2 separate regions of the Mus musculus genome follow, and region 2 is linked to region 1. A link is a contact called in public promoter capture Hi-C data. All regions are on one chromosome and are shown on one strand. Each heading gives the region's core, a stretch centred on a gene start, on an enhancer-like site or on the middle of the called end of the contact. The rest is flanking DNA. Distances are from core to core; before and after follow the strand shown.

Region 1 (6,250 bases), core at 1,868-4,367:
ACAGTTCTACATAAAGAATGTAGTCTGCCTCTAGGTGGAGATGCACCCCTGTGTCCTCCCTTAAAGGCTAAGGCATCGGGACAAGTCAGAGACCTGGTTAGGAGACTACCCCTAGGAAGGTGGTCTCACCATAAGATAATGTGTTTTTTTCCTTCCCAGAATTCCCAGCCCTCAGTATAGTCCCTTCTAACTAAGTCAGTTTGAAGTTCATTTGGCTGGCTCGGCCTGGGCTTCTAAGTCCAACTCAGAAAGGGTTCATGGTTTCCTTTTCTTCCCTTCTGTGTCTTTCATTCAGATGCTGGCAGAGGCTGAGGATGCCTTTAACTCTGAGAAGGCTTTGGGCTTCAATGCCCTTTTTTCCCCTAAAGTTCCCCTCCCTGCAATGGGCTGCTTATTTAGCTGACCAGTATGGTGGCTGTCCTTCTCCATTTTCTTCTTCTGGGCAGCTGCAGTATTTATAGCTTACCTTTCTGGAGTTTTTCTATTACAGGTTATAAACTGTTCTCATTGTCTTAGTGATGAGACTAAAACCCCAATAAGGGACTTCAATTTTCCTGATGTTGGGTGTTGTATGGTGGTTCAGCTGGGACTCTGCAAGAGTCTTTTCGGAGGAGTTAGAATGGTAGCCGGCACATAAGAATACCCAGTCAAGAATAAAGAAGGTTGAAGTTAGTCAGCCTAGGATTATGAAGGCCATATAGTCATGGAGAGCAAGTAATCAAGGGTTCTTATCTTTCTTCTATTCAAGGTTGGGTGTGTCACCTTGTTAATTGTTTGTTAATTCTTGAATTGGTAGAGAAAAGTGAATATGTTCCTGCAGCCCTAGACGGCATCAACTGATCACAGCCATTCTCACTTATTCTGTTATTCCACCTGAGAGATGATGTCTGACCGTGACCACAGGAGCACTTGGCATTGTCTAATGTGCCACTTTCCATTCTAACTCCTCCTAAAAGACACATTTGCCAGCATCCTTAAAACATCCCTCTGTAACGTTTATTTTGATTTTACTTTTAGAGTTTCATACAGGGGGACTATATTTACATCATTCCCACCCCACTCTCTTCCTCCCCCAACTCTTTTCATGTCCCCCAAGCCCCCTCCCAATGCTATGACCTCCTCTTCTTTGATGTTGTATACATGCACACACCCATACACACCAATGTGCATATAAATATGACCTGCTGCGTTCAGTTATTGTTGCTTACATGTTTGTGTGTTTAGGGCTGACCACTTGGTGTTGGATAACCTAACAGGTGGATAACTTTGTCCTTGAAGAAGTCTCATTTTCTTTATCTCCACAGCCATTCATTGCCTTGGGGCCTTGTGAGATTTCCCACTTCCGTGTTGGGATCAATTGATGTCATTGTGCAGTCTTGTTTGGGTGACTATAGTGTTAGTGTTAAGATTTCATAGGTGCAGATCCCTGTCAAATATAGAAGACACTATCTTGCAGCAGACACTCTGGTCTTCTGGATCTTACAATGCCCCCCCCCCTTCCCTCTGTGATGTTTCCCGAGCCTTAGGTCTAGGGTTAGAACTTCTATGACACAAGAATCCTTAGCCATGCACTGACAAGAGGTTCAATAACTTGCCAAGGCTGTAGCTGCCAAGATAGAGCTCACATCTGTGGGCTTCAGTCTGGGCTCTTGACTGCTAATACCTTGACCAATTAACTGATTAATAGCTCATGAAGCAGTGAGAGGCAAATGACTGCCATCCCATGAGGTGGTTGTAGGCATGGAAGCCAGCTGGAGCCTGAGAAGGAAGAGGCAGTAGTTATGAGAATGACCATGGCCATGACCTTAGGTGCCTCTGACTTGGTGTCTCTGGTCTCCGTTTTCTCCTCTGTAGAACGGAGATGAAGTGGCTTTGCATCAAGATGAGTCCTGCCGTCCCTCCTTGTCTTGGGCGGTGGTGATGAAAATGCCTCTTTTCTTAGTTTAGCTGATTGAGAAAGGTGAGCGATCCATCTGACACATCCTAGAGACCCAGATTTGCTACCTAGCTGGCTGGGTCTCAAGCTTATGTGTCATCTTGTTCCATTCCAACTCTGGGGGCTGACACAAGCAAGCCTTCTCCAGGACTGAGAAGGGAAAACCAGGGCACAGAGGAGGAGACGCTGAGGGAAGGAATGAGAGGATATTGGCCCCTTCTGAGGCTCCTGCGGTGGGGTGGGATGGTGAACTAGCCACTGGCCGGCTGCAAGCAGAAAGGATACATTGTAGTAATTGGTACCAATGAGTGTGGGTGTCTCTTTGTGATCTGGGTTTAGAGTGTGTTTCTATGTGTGTAGGGTGTGTGTGTATGGGGGCGATGGCTAATAGATAAACTTGCCAGAGGAGGACAGACCTTCTGCTGAGGGGCAGTGTTTGGGGAAAGGTCCCTAAACTGATATTTCATGGAGCCTGGATGGGTAGGTTTCCAACGGGAAAAGAAGAAAGAGGGGAATTCTGGGTAAAGATAGAGGTCTTAGCAGCCAGAAAAGGCACCTGGTATTTGCAACAGGTAGCAGCTTTGGTGCAGAGCTGTATGTTTGAGGGTCGAGTGGCGAAACTGGAAGATGAGCTTACAGCTTGGTAGGGAGCAGTGGACTCGGCTGAAGGGCTATCTTCAAGCATGGAAGTTTTTGAAGATTTATTGAATACTTTGTTTAAAGGCACGTGTTGCATGGACTTTAATTGAGCACGCATTCCTGCCCACCCTAGAATACATAAGATCAGACAAGCATCAAGAACAAAATCCCCTTGGTTTCTAAGTGCAAAGAGAGCAGCTGAAGCCGGTTTTTCAGGGTGAATGAGTTCTCTCTAGCAGGTCCACAAAGCCCAGACTGGTGCCTGGCTTTTAGTGCAAAGAGAGGCTCTGGAGACAGACTCCCTTGGCTCATTGAGCAAGGGTCCTCTAAGGCAAAGACCAGCAAAGAGGGGGCACAGGAAGTCTTGGGCTCCAGTCAGCGACGGCCCCGCCCTCGCCACCCAGACTGCAGGCTTTAGTAGTCAGTCACAAGTTGCTTCGCTAAGCTGGGACACCACGGTATGGTGTAGATCCTGGAGCGCGCGCAGTGGGGCGCTGCTGGGGCTGGACCAGCCATGCAGCCGGAGGCGGGGACAGCGGACCAGATCCGGCTGGCCGGCGAATTCCTGACAGCTGCGAGTCAGAAGGCAGGGGGACAACTCGGACAGCCGCACTGGACGCCCCTGCAGGTAATCGGAGGAAGGTCTTGGGAGGCTTCGCCCCAAACCCTCTGCTGGGCAGCAGAGAACGCACTTCCTGCAGACCAGCAAAACACAAGGAGAGGCTGGCCTGGACTGCATGCACCCTGGGACAAGCATCCCAGCCTTGGCTTCCCCAGGCCTGGTTAGGCCCTCTGCCCTGCACCCTAAAAGGGACTATAAAAGCTTAGGAGCACCAGGGTTTAGAAAGAGCCCCCATCCCCTCGGACCCTTCAGTCACACCCAGACTGTTTTACAGAGGAAACTAAGACTTTATTGGTGAAGTGACTAGAAATTCACACTGCTGGACAGCAGGGGGAGCTGCTGGGAGCCGCTGGCACGTGGGCCCAGCACAGGGGTAAGAATTGCTACCTCACAGGGAAATAAACTCAGAGAGACAGTTAAAAAAAAAAAAAAAAAAAAAAAAAAAGACCAAAAACTTCCCAGAGCAGAGGGAGAGATGAGGTGGAGGGATCCTGGGGTGTAGCTTCCTCCTGATCCCCATTTGTCCTGTGATCTGGCTGTATGACTCAATGACCTTGTGCTGTATCTGTCCCAGATGTGGTGTGTGTGTGTGTGTGTGTGTGTGTGTGTGTGTGTGTGTGCGCGTGTGTATTGTGTGTAAGCACATACGTGTGTACCACATAATTGTGTACCAGAGCACAGTGATGTCTACCCTTGATTTCAGGAAAGTCTCACAATCCACACGTCTTCCCACTAACCACACAACCCCTAAAGGGAACCTGCCCAGTTTGCCTCTGTGGAGGAAACCAGGGATCCCTACTGTATTAGCCTTTGACTTCAGAAGGCAGAAAGTGTCAATGAGTGGCTGTCTACAAAGGTGACAGGCCAAGAGGTAGAACCTGATTGGCACATCGCATAAGGTGGTGAGTCCCTTATTTCTGGAAGAAGCTGGTACATAAGAAGTAGTGTTATCAGTGATGCAGGCAAAGGGGTGTGCAGCCAGGACAGTGTGTCCACACAAAGTCAGAGTTCAGTTTGAGGGGTCAGGTTCATGGCCCTCTTTAGGAGGAATGAATATGCATGTCCTTATGGATAATAGTCGTCTATGAAAGCTACCCTACAATGTTTTGTCTGGGGATGCTAAAAAAAAAAAAAAAGAAATTAAAAAATAAAGAGGTGTGACCCAGAGGTCCCTTGGCTTTTCTGAAATATTACACTGCGATGCTCGGGGGGTCTGGAGGAGGTGGTGCTGTTCCTTCTGGAAGGAGCGGGGCAGGCATGACAAGCCAGATGTGGCCTTCAGATCTTGAGGAAGAAGCTAAGTGTGGATGCTCTTGGAGGGACACCTCTTGAAGTTGTGCTGAAGAACCAGGGGATGTAATGGCAGGCTCGATGCATTAAGGGGCAGTGCCTGGGGCAGAGGGCAAGAGGGCCTTGAATGTTTGACCAGGGAGTCTGAGCATTAGGGTCAGTCCTGGGGTACCATGATGGCTTCTGTTGGAACGGGGCTCAGAAGCCTACAACATCTGTGACAGAGGTGGAAGCCACCCATGCTCGAGGCTGCAAGAGACCTGGGAAGGTGACTGTGTACGCTTGAGCAGGGCTGGGTGGAATGCAGAGTGAGGGGTGGCACCAGAGATGCTGTACAAAGAGCTTGGTAGGTGGGTGGGTGACAGTTGTAGTTGCGGATTCTAGAGCCACGTTTAATAATTACAACAGTAATTCCTCTGTGATCATTATTGACCCCATACTGTAGAGGAAGAACCTAGAGTCAGAAAGGTTAGGTGGCTTTTCCAAGTTCACACAGCAATTATGTGGGGGACAGGGATCTAAGACCTCCAGTGACTATATAAGTCAGTAACCAAGTGTCAGGACTTAAGAGGAGGAGGGAAGAGCTTGTGAGATGGCCCCACAGGCGAAGGCGTGTGATGTCTGTTGTGTCTGGTGACCTGAACTCCATTCTGGAAGCCACATGGTGGAAGGAGAGAACTCACTACTGAAATTTGTCCTCTGTCCATGCACATGCTGTGGAATGCTTAAATGGAGAGAGAGGGAGGAGGGAGAGGGAGGGAGAGGGAGAAGGGGGAGAGGGAGAGGGAGGGGGGGAGAGAGAGAGAGAAAGAGAGAAAGAGAAATCTGGCTTCCGTGCTTGGTCTCTAGAGAGCCTGGGTCCAGAATCAGGTATGTGGGCGCTGAGAGCTGAGAGACTTGTTATTTGTCACCTCAGCCCGTGGAAAGCCCAGCTTTGGGACAGGAACTTTGTGGGCCCTTGTGACACTTGCTTAGCTTGCTCTTTGGAGGGGGCTTGAGCTTACAGGCTGCTGGGACACTGGCCAGGTGGCTGGGAGAAGCTTGGCAGGGGTGAGGGTGCCAGGTAGCCTCCAGTGACCCTGCACTAGTCTCTGGGTTCCCAAGCACCCCTTGCTTTCCTCCCACACAGAGTGACTGCAATGCACAGGGGTTCCTTGAGGGAGAATCACTTCTATTTATCATAGTTTCCCAGATCCCGGTCCCTCCAATGTCTCCCCATAAAAGGCTAAATGTATAGTTGCAGAATATCACGAGTCGCTGCGGGAGGAGCAGAACAGCCACAGGGCTACAACATCGGGTGTTGGGAGGACAGATAGGGAAAGGATAAATTTAGAAAATCACAGTCTTTGGTCAGTTGTCAGTGACTGACAGAAGTGGGTCTAGACCCTGAGGTTTCCAACACCCAGCGTTTGCCTTCTCCTCCTCCACACGAAGACTACTGTGCTAGAGAGCAGCCTGTAGACATGCCCCTCACAGCCCTGGGGTAGTATGCAAATAGCTTCCAGCACCAGGCAGACCACTTCCAGCCAGCGATCTCTTTTCTTCAGTTTACAAACATCACATACACACACACACACACCCCACACACATACCACACGCCCCTGCCACATCATATACTTACATATACCACAAAATACATACACACACTACATACACACACATACCACAACATACATACACCTCACAAACACATGTCACAAACACACCACACACCCCCACCTCACACACATACCTCCACTAAACCATACACATACATACACCAC
Region 2 (6,250 bases), core at 2,533-5,032, 210 kb after region 1:
TCTGGGATGGAAGACAGAGCAGGAAGTGAGGTCGGGGACTGCCCTGATGTTTCCCTACACCATACACAGATTATTGGCCACAAACTGAATCAGCTCATGAACAAGTTTAAGAGACCAAAATCAAAGGGGTGGAAGGTGTACTCAAGCCACAACGCCTCACACAGGAGGCTCCATGCCCTAGTATCTCACCTTGTTCCAGGTCTGAAGATGGTGGTCACAGTATATAGAGTCACAGCCTCAGTCTCAATACTACATGCCTCACCACCACCACTACCACCACTGCTACCACCACCACCACCAGCAGCACCACCACCTCCCTCCCCTGCCTGATAACTGCCATCCTCTCTGCCTCCCCTCCCCACCTTCCCTCCCCACTGCCTTTCCCTTCCAAAGCAATCGTCTCCTCCCACTCGCATGCACTCCCATTCACACATGGCATCTTGCTAGAAATAGCAAGAGTGGAGCAAAGAGCAATGGATTGAAAGTGAGGGCAATCCATACCCCAAGCCCGATTTAACCCGCCAGCTGGCCGGAGTCACTGCCTGACCTCAGGCTACTCTGTGGTCTCCAAGAAAATGGGAAACAAATACTAACCTTCGCTTCTCTCATAGCCTTAGTATGAGCACAGAACACAAGTAGTATGCTACCACCTGCAAGACGCAGGGAAAGATGTAACCGGGCTCTCCAGTCACAACTGTGTTCACTAATTTGTGAGCTCTTTGAGGGCAAAAGCCAGGCCACTAGGGTCTTAGAAACCTACTTTTCCGGGTACAGAGTGAGTACCTGCTAGAGACTGGACAGCAACCGTTGTCATTCCCGCCCCTCCCCCCCCCCGCCCACACACTCCACACATCCACAAGTGTGCTCTTGGTACCCCTAAGATGTGCAGGCAATGCAACCCCCTCAATACCCCACTTTGGAAGCACCACTTTGCTCTTAGCTTATTCCAAAAACAGCCTGCCCGTTCCTGGAGGAAAACCAAGCAGTAGTCACGAGGCCTGTATGCCTCACTGGGCACGTTTGACCAAGTCTGGGTTGCATCCTTTCTCCAAGGAAGTTGCTGAGAGCTGAACCTTCCCATGTTCCGCTTTGATTCATTGTCATCTAAGGGGTCTAAGACCAGCTGGGTTCTCTCTCTCTCTCTCTCTCTCTCTCTCTCTCTCTCTCTCTCTCTCTCTCTCTCTCTCTCTTCCTCCCTCCCTCCCTCCCCACTCCGTCGTCCTCCCCCCCCCCCTCCGCCCCTGCCACCACCGCTTCTACTGCTGTTTTCATTGATGCCTTGAGCAGAGCTGGCATGTGCGACTGCTGAGAAGGGGGAGCTCAGAGCAGCGGGGGAAGCGAGTAAAAATAGCCTGTCGCGCGTCGCTCTGCCTGCTCCGGACGCCTTTAACCCTCACCGAGGTGGAGAGAGCCGCAGCCGCCACTGCACACTGCGGAACGTGGCCCGGGTCTGCACTAGACCCCACACGCCAGTCCGGGTGATTGTGGACGAGGACCCACGAAAACTTTTTTTATTTTTATTTTCTATTTTTTTTTAAGACAAGTGAAGATGAGGTGGGATAGGGAAAAAGCAGGGAAGAGCTATAGCTACTGGGTTGCAGGGACTGCTACAAGCTGGCTGGCCCAACACTTCACCAGTGCGCGGCCTTGAGACTCCAAGCTATTTTTAGAAACCTGTTCCGCGGGTGGGCGATCAGAGGGCGGAGGGGGAGGGGAATGCTGAGCGTCTGGTGCTATTACTCGGTTTCAAAGACTCTGCTCCCAGGTTGGGGTGGGGAAGAGGATGGTCCAAGGAACGACATGCAGAATGGCTTTGCCCTAACTCAAGGAGAAGACATTAACTGCTGTATGCCCCTCATCTTCCAGCCCCAGATCGTGTTTGTTTCAAAATCGACAGTTGCCAGAAGCATGCTGCCTCTAGTGTCCAAGGAATGGGTATTCTTAAGCTTTGCTGCCTATACCGTGAGGCGGGGAATGAGTTGTGACCTCTAGGAAAGAAGGCCGGGAAAGGTCTTCACGTTGTTTTTGCTTTCCCGCAAGGCCTGGACAGTCTCCGCGCCACACCCCCATCTCAGCCCCACGCTGCATATGGGTTACCGTATGTGAAATGTACGGCAGCCCCACCAGACACTGGGCTATTAATAGAGCCCCGGAGTTTGCTCTGTGTCTTTTTCCTGCCACCGAATAAGGGATGATCACACACACGCCCCACTCCACCCCCACCTCGGCGCACAGTTCCTCTGTGAAGGTAAGGGGGCTGCCCATGCCGATCCCCTCCATGACTACAGGTGCCCAAAACCAGGGAAAAATCCCATTGTGATGACAGCTGGGTCAGAGCGAGGCGAAAGAACACACTTGCTCGGGACGCAAAGACCCGCTGGGCTCTCTGCAGCTCAAGGCCAACTCCGGAGTAGAGAAAGGGCAGATACGGGGCGGCCGTAAGGACTGCCGAAGACGGAGGGCAAGAGTATCATTTGCGGAGCTAGAGCGGCCTCCTTAAAAGCTGCTGCGGGACAAGTGGCCGCAGACCGGTTTCGCGCTGCAGCCCAGGGCGCACAACCCCCGCTGCTTGTGCGGGCTAAGCTGCGGCAGGCGCGGGCGCTGTCCCTGGTGCTGAATGGGGCCGCGGTCGGTGCGCCCTCCCAGGGTTCCGCTCTCCCTCGGCGCCTTAAGCACCCTAGGACTGCAGACCTCCGGCCCAGCTGTGGACTGGGGACTGCGGGGGAGGTCAGGTGCAGGTGCTTAGTACTGCCACCAGGTCGGCCCCCTAAGGCCGGGAGCTCTCCGCGGTGTTGCAGGGACCCATAGCTTGGGGACCACCTCGAGCTTGAAGGGTAAAGCCCAGGTAGCGGTGGGAGATAATCGGTGCACTGCAGGGAGCAAACCTGGCCCTAATATAACCCACTCCAGCTCTTCGTAAAGCCGGGATCCGGGATCACTATCGGAATCCTGTGCACAGGGGCAGGGGAGCCGGGCTGCCCAAGGTTTGGGACTTAGGGGAACAGGAAGGGAGCAGAGGGTGGCAGGAGAGGGTGATGGGGCTGAAAATTTAGATTTTCAAGGGGGAAAGGAACTGAGACGTGCACCGTCGCCCCCCACACACACTCCTACACTTCTCTCTCTCTCTCTCTCTCTCTCTCTCTCTCTCTCTCTCTCTCTCTCTCTCTCGGCAGGGACAAGCGGGATGGGGAAAGTTTGGCACCACGGCGTTGGTGGTGGCAGCAAGCAGCGGCGGCACACAGGGGTCCCAGTGGGAGGCAGGGTCGCTGAAAACCCCGGCCCGGTCGCCTCCTTACCTCGGTGCTTTCGACTGCATTCTCCGCCATTTTCCTCCGGAGGAGCAGGCAGCGGGAGGAGTGTTTCATGCCCATAAGAGCCAACAAGGGTTTGGGGATTCGAGATAGTAAAGAACGAGAGACGGCTGATGTGGCTTTAAAAGAGAGCCTAAGAATGCAAGAGGAGGGGGGAAAAAATCCCAGCCAGCCCCTCTCCCGGAGCGTCCTCCGCGACAATCGAGCTCTGTGGAGTCCCTCCTGCGGTCGCCACTTTGTTCACGTTTCCTCGCTCTTCATCTGCCTCGCATCCCTTCGCACACTTGCAAGTTCTGGTCGCGCTCACGACCCCCTCCGCGCCCCTCTCCCCTGCGCGGCGGGCTGGGCGGGAGGGAGGGAGGCGGCCCCGCGGGCTCGCCGGCAGAGGCAGCGGCTCCGAAGTCCGGCAGGCGGGAGGCGGACGGCAACTCTCCCAACTTCTGCCGATCGCTGGGCGAAGCAACACGCGTCCTGCTCGGCGCTCCCGGGGGCTGAGCCGGTGAGTGGGGGCGGGGTGGGAGGTGCGCGGGAGCGAGCGGGTGGCGGGGCGCTGACGGCGGAGACCCCCAGCCCGCCCCCGTGCCCGGGACCGCGGGGTCTGGGGGCCGCCTGCGCTCCGCTGCGCTCCTGGCGCGGCGCACACCTGGCGCGGGGGCTAGGGCTGCGCGCACGCTGCGGGGCCGCGCGCCAGGCTCCGGGAAGCAGGCGTCCACGAGGCTGCTGGAGGGTCTCAGCCCAGTGCAAGTCCTTCTAACGAGGGCAAGCACCGGACAAGACTCAGCCACGGTTACCAAATGTCTACGCCCCTCACCCCTCCCCAGCCCCCCCACCCGGTCGATTCCTGGATCCTTCCTGCGCGGATTACTGTTTGGGGCATGAACAGGGTGGGTGTCTGGATGGGAGGGGGAAGTCCTCAACTCCTTCAACTCTAGGTCCTCTCTATCTAGCTTTTCTTCACCCTCAGGACCCAAGACCAGAAGGCCTTCAAACCCCTCTCAGGAGGACCGGGTTGAAGTGAAGGTGGCTGCCTGAGGTGGCTTGGGAAAACAACCAGGAACAAATCAATAAAAGGGTCCGCGGTCTAGCTCCCCTACCCCTGTCTAGCCTGTCAGCCCCCACTCCCGGGGGGACACACATCTCTCCCCCTCCCCTACAGCCCCTCCCCCACCTTCACCCTCTCCTGACGTCCCTTTTATGGGAGAGAGCCGTGAGGATGTCACGTACCCATTAGGATTCTCTCGATCCTTTTTTAAGGGAGAGTTTGGGCGGCAGCGGGGGGTGTGAATTTTTATACAATGCATTCCTGTCTTCACTTTGAGAGCTTTTTTTCTCTCTTTCGGGCCATCTGTCAGGCATTGAGGGATAGAACAATGGGGGAGGGAGGCCATACTCAGGACTCTGTAGCTGGCTATCTCCGGGAAAGCTGAACCTTCAGGCTTTCTGGCCCACAGGTCAAGGTCAGGGACCGCACAGATGTGCCAGGAGCTTTCTTCCCGCTTCATCTCAGTCCTTAGTTGAGTTATTTAAACCAATCGCCCTGTTTAGTCTGATCATAGCCTTTGATAGCCAAGAAGTGTAAGAGTGACTGTCCTCAACTAACCCAGGTTCATTGAGGAAAAGGGCCAAAACCCAGCTCGGCTCACGGTGATAGATACTTCTATCAGACCAAGATCCTCAGGCAAAGAGAAGAGACATGGCCGTGAGCAGAGGTGAGGAGTAAAAAACGGGAAGAGGAGGGAGATGAGAAGGATTAAAGAAAATATAGCAAGAAGCTTGGGTTAACCGCACTGATAATCCCAAAACAAGAGTAAATTCCCCTCAACCTTCTCAAACCACAGACCTGAATTCGAGTTGGGCATGAATGAGCAGTCTTTGGCAATGCCTGATCCTTCTTCACTCCCATCCTGCCATCCTGCCATCCTGCCACACACAGTATGGAGGAGGGGACATAACTGCATCTAAAAAATGACTTTTACCTCCTGCTTTTCTTCCCCTACTCGTCTTCTCTCAGATAAGGCTCTGAGATGCTGGATCAAAAGAGGCTTAGTACGTATGCAATCAAATAAGACTAGAATAGCAAGATTCCCCACCCACACGTTGGTCCAGTCCTCTTACAGGTAAGGACTCCGGATGAAAGAGAAGGGGGCAATTGTCTAAGGTCCCTCGACAAGCTGCAGGAGCTTCAGTAAACCAGCTCCCCAGCCTCTTGACTTCCAACCCAACCCTGTCCCCACCCCACACTCCTTCTGCTTGTTCATCCATTCTGTGACTAACAGGGGAGGAGGGGAGCTGAAACAGGCTCCCACCGAAATAGGCTGCTGTTGTGCGTGATTATGTTGCTATGAGAACCTCAGTGGGGGTGTTTCCTCAGTTCTCTGTTGAAATCTTTTTACTGTGCTTGGCTTCTCCCCAAGTACAGACACAGCTCCTGTTGGAATGGGAAAGGGACATGGAGAGCTGTGTTTTTACAGCAAGAGTTTGCTATGCCAACTCAAAGGCAGCCTGGGGCACAGAGGTATCTAGGCCACTAAGGTTGCTCTGCAGCGACCTGAGGAAAGCATGGTGACCTATCACAGGTGATGCTCCGACCCTCCTCGAACACTCTTGGATCTGAGATTTGGTCCCTGCTGTGCACCCACCTAATTACAAACTCACAAATCATTGAAAGGTAGAGTTTGGGGAGCCGTGTTACTCTTGAATGTTGCAGGTAAAAATGTAGAGGCTCAGGCCTCCATGTGCACGTGCGCGCACGCGCGCGCACACACACACACACACACACATGTATGCCCATACAAACATACAAGAATTACCTGAAGACTCACCTCCCGGGATTGTGAAAAATCCATGATGTATGAAAAACACACAGTAGGACTATTAGAAGCCAGCCCTTTTCTGTCTCTTTTGCATGAGTATCAGAATATTCTCTTATCAAGTTAGCT

Evidence for each region. Promoter capture Hi-C pulls out the DNA fragments that hold promoters and counts their contacts.
Region 2: a contact with region 1 is called in a promoter capture Hi-C map of hippocampal neurons, with 7 times the contacts expected there. The contact joins the promoter of Prmt8 here to the promoter of Cracr2a in region 1. A contact is called at or near these places in 9 of 39 promoter capture datasets (the 3T3-L1 cell line, 3T3-L1-derived adipocytes, cranial neural crest and 6 more), 1 of 15 datasets of contacts at CTCF or cohesin (the NIH/3T3 cell line), 3 of 484 Hi-C or Micro-C datasets (cerebral cortex, embryonic stem cells and nephron progenitors) and 6 of 115 datasets of contacts at active chromatin or transcription factors (embryonic forebrain, embryonic hindbrain, embryonic midbrain and 3 more).

Annotation. Positions count from the first base shown.
Region 1 is chr6:127,558,219-127,564,468 of GRCm38.p6, forward strand. It overlaps Cracr2a (calcium release activated channel regulator 2A), which reads left to right and starts at 3,118. Exons shown (of 19, transcript NM_001368877.1): 1 at 3,118-3,203.
Region 2 is chr6:127,765,377-127,771,626 of GRCm38.p6, forward strand. Prmt8 (protein arginine N-methyltransferase 8) reads right to left here and starts at 3,783. Exons shown (of 10, transcript NM_201371.2): 1 at 3,297-3,783. The coding sequence starts at 3,371.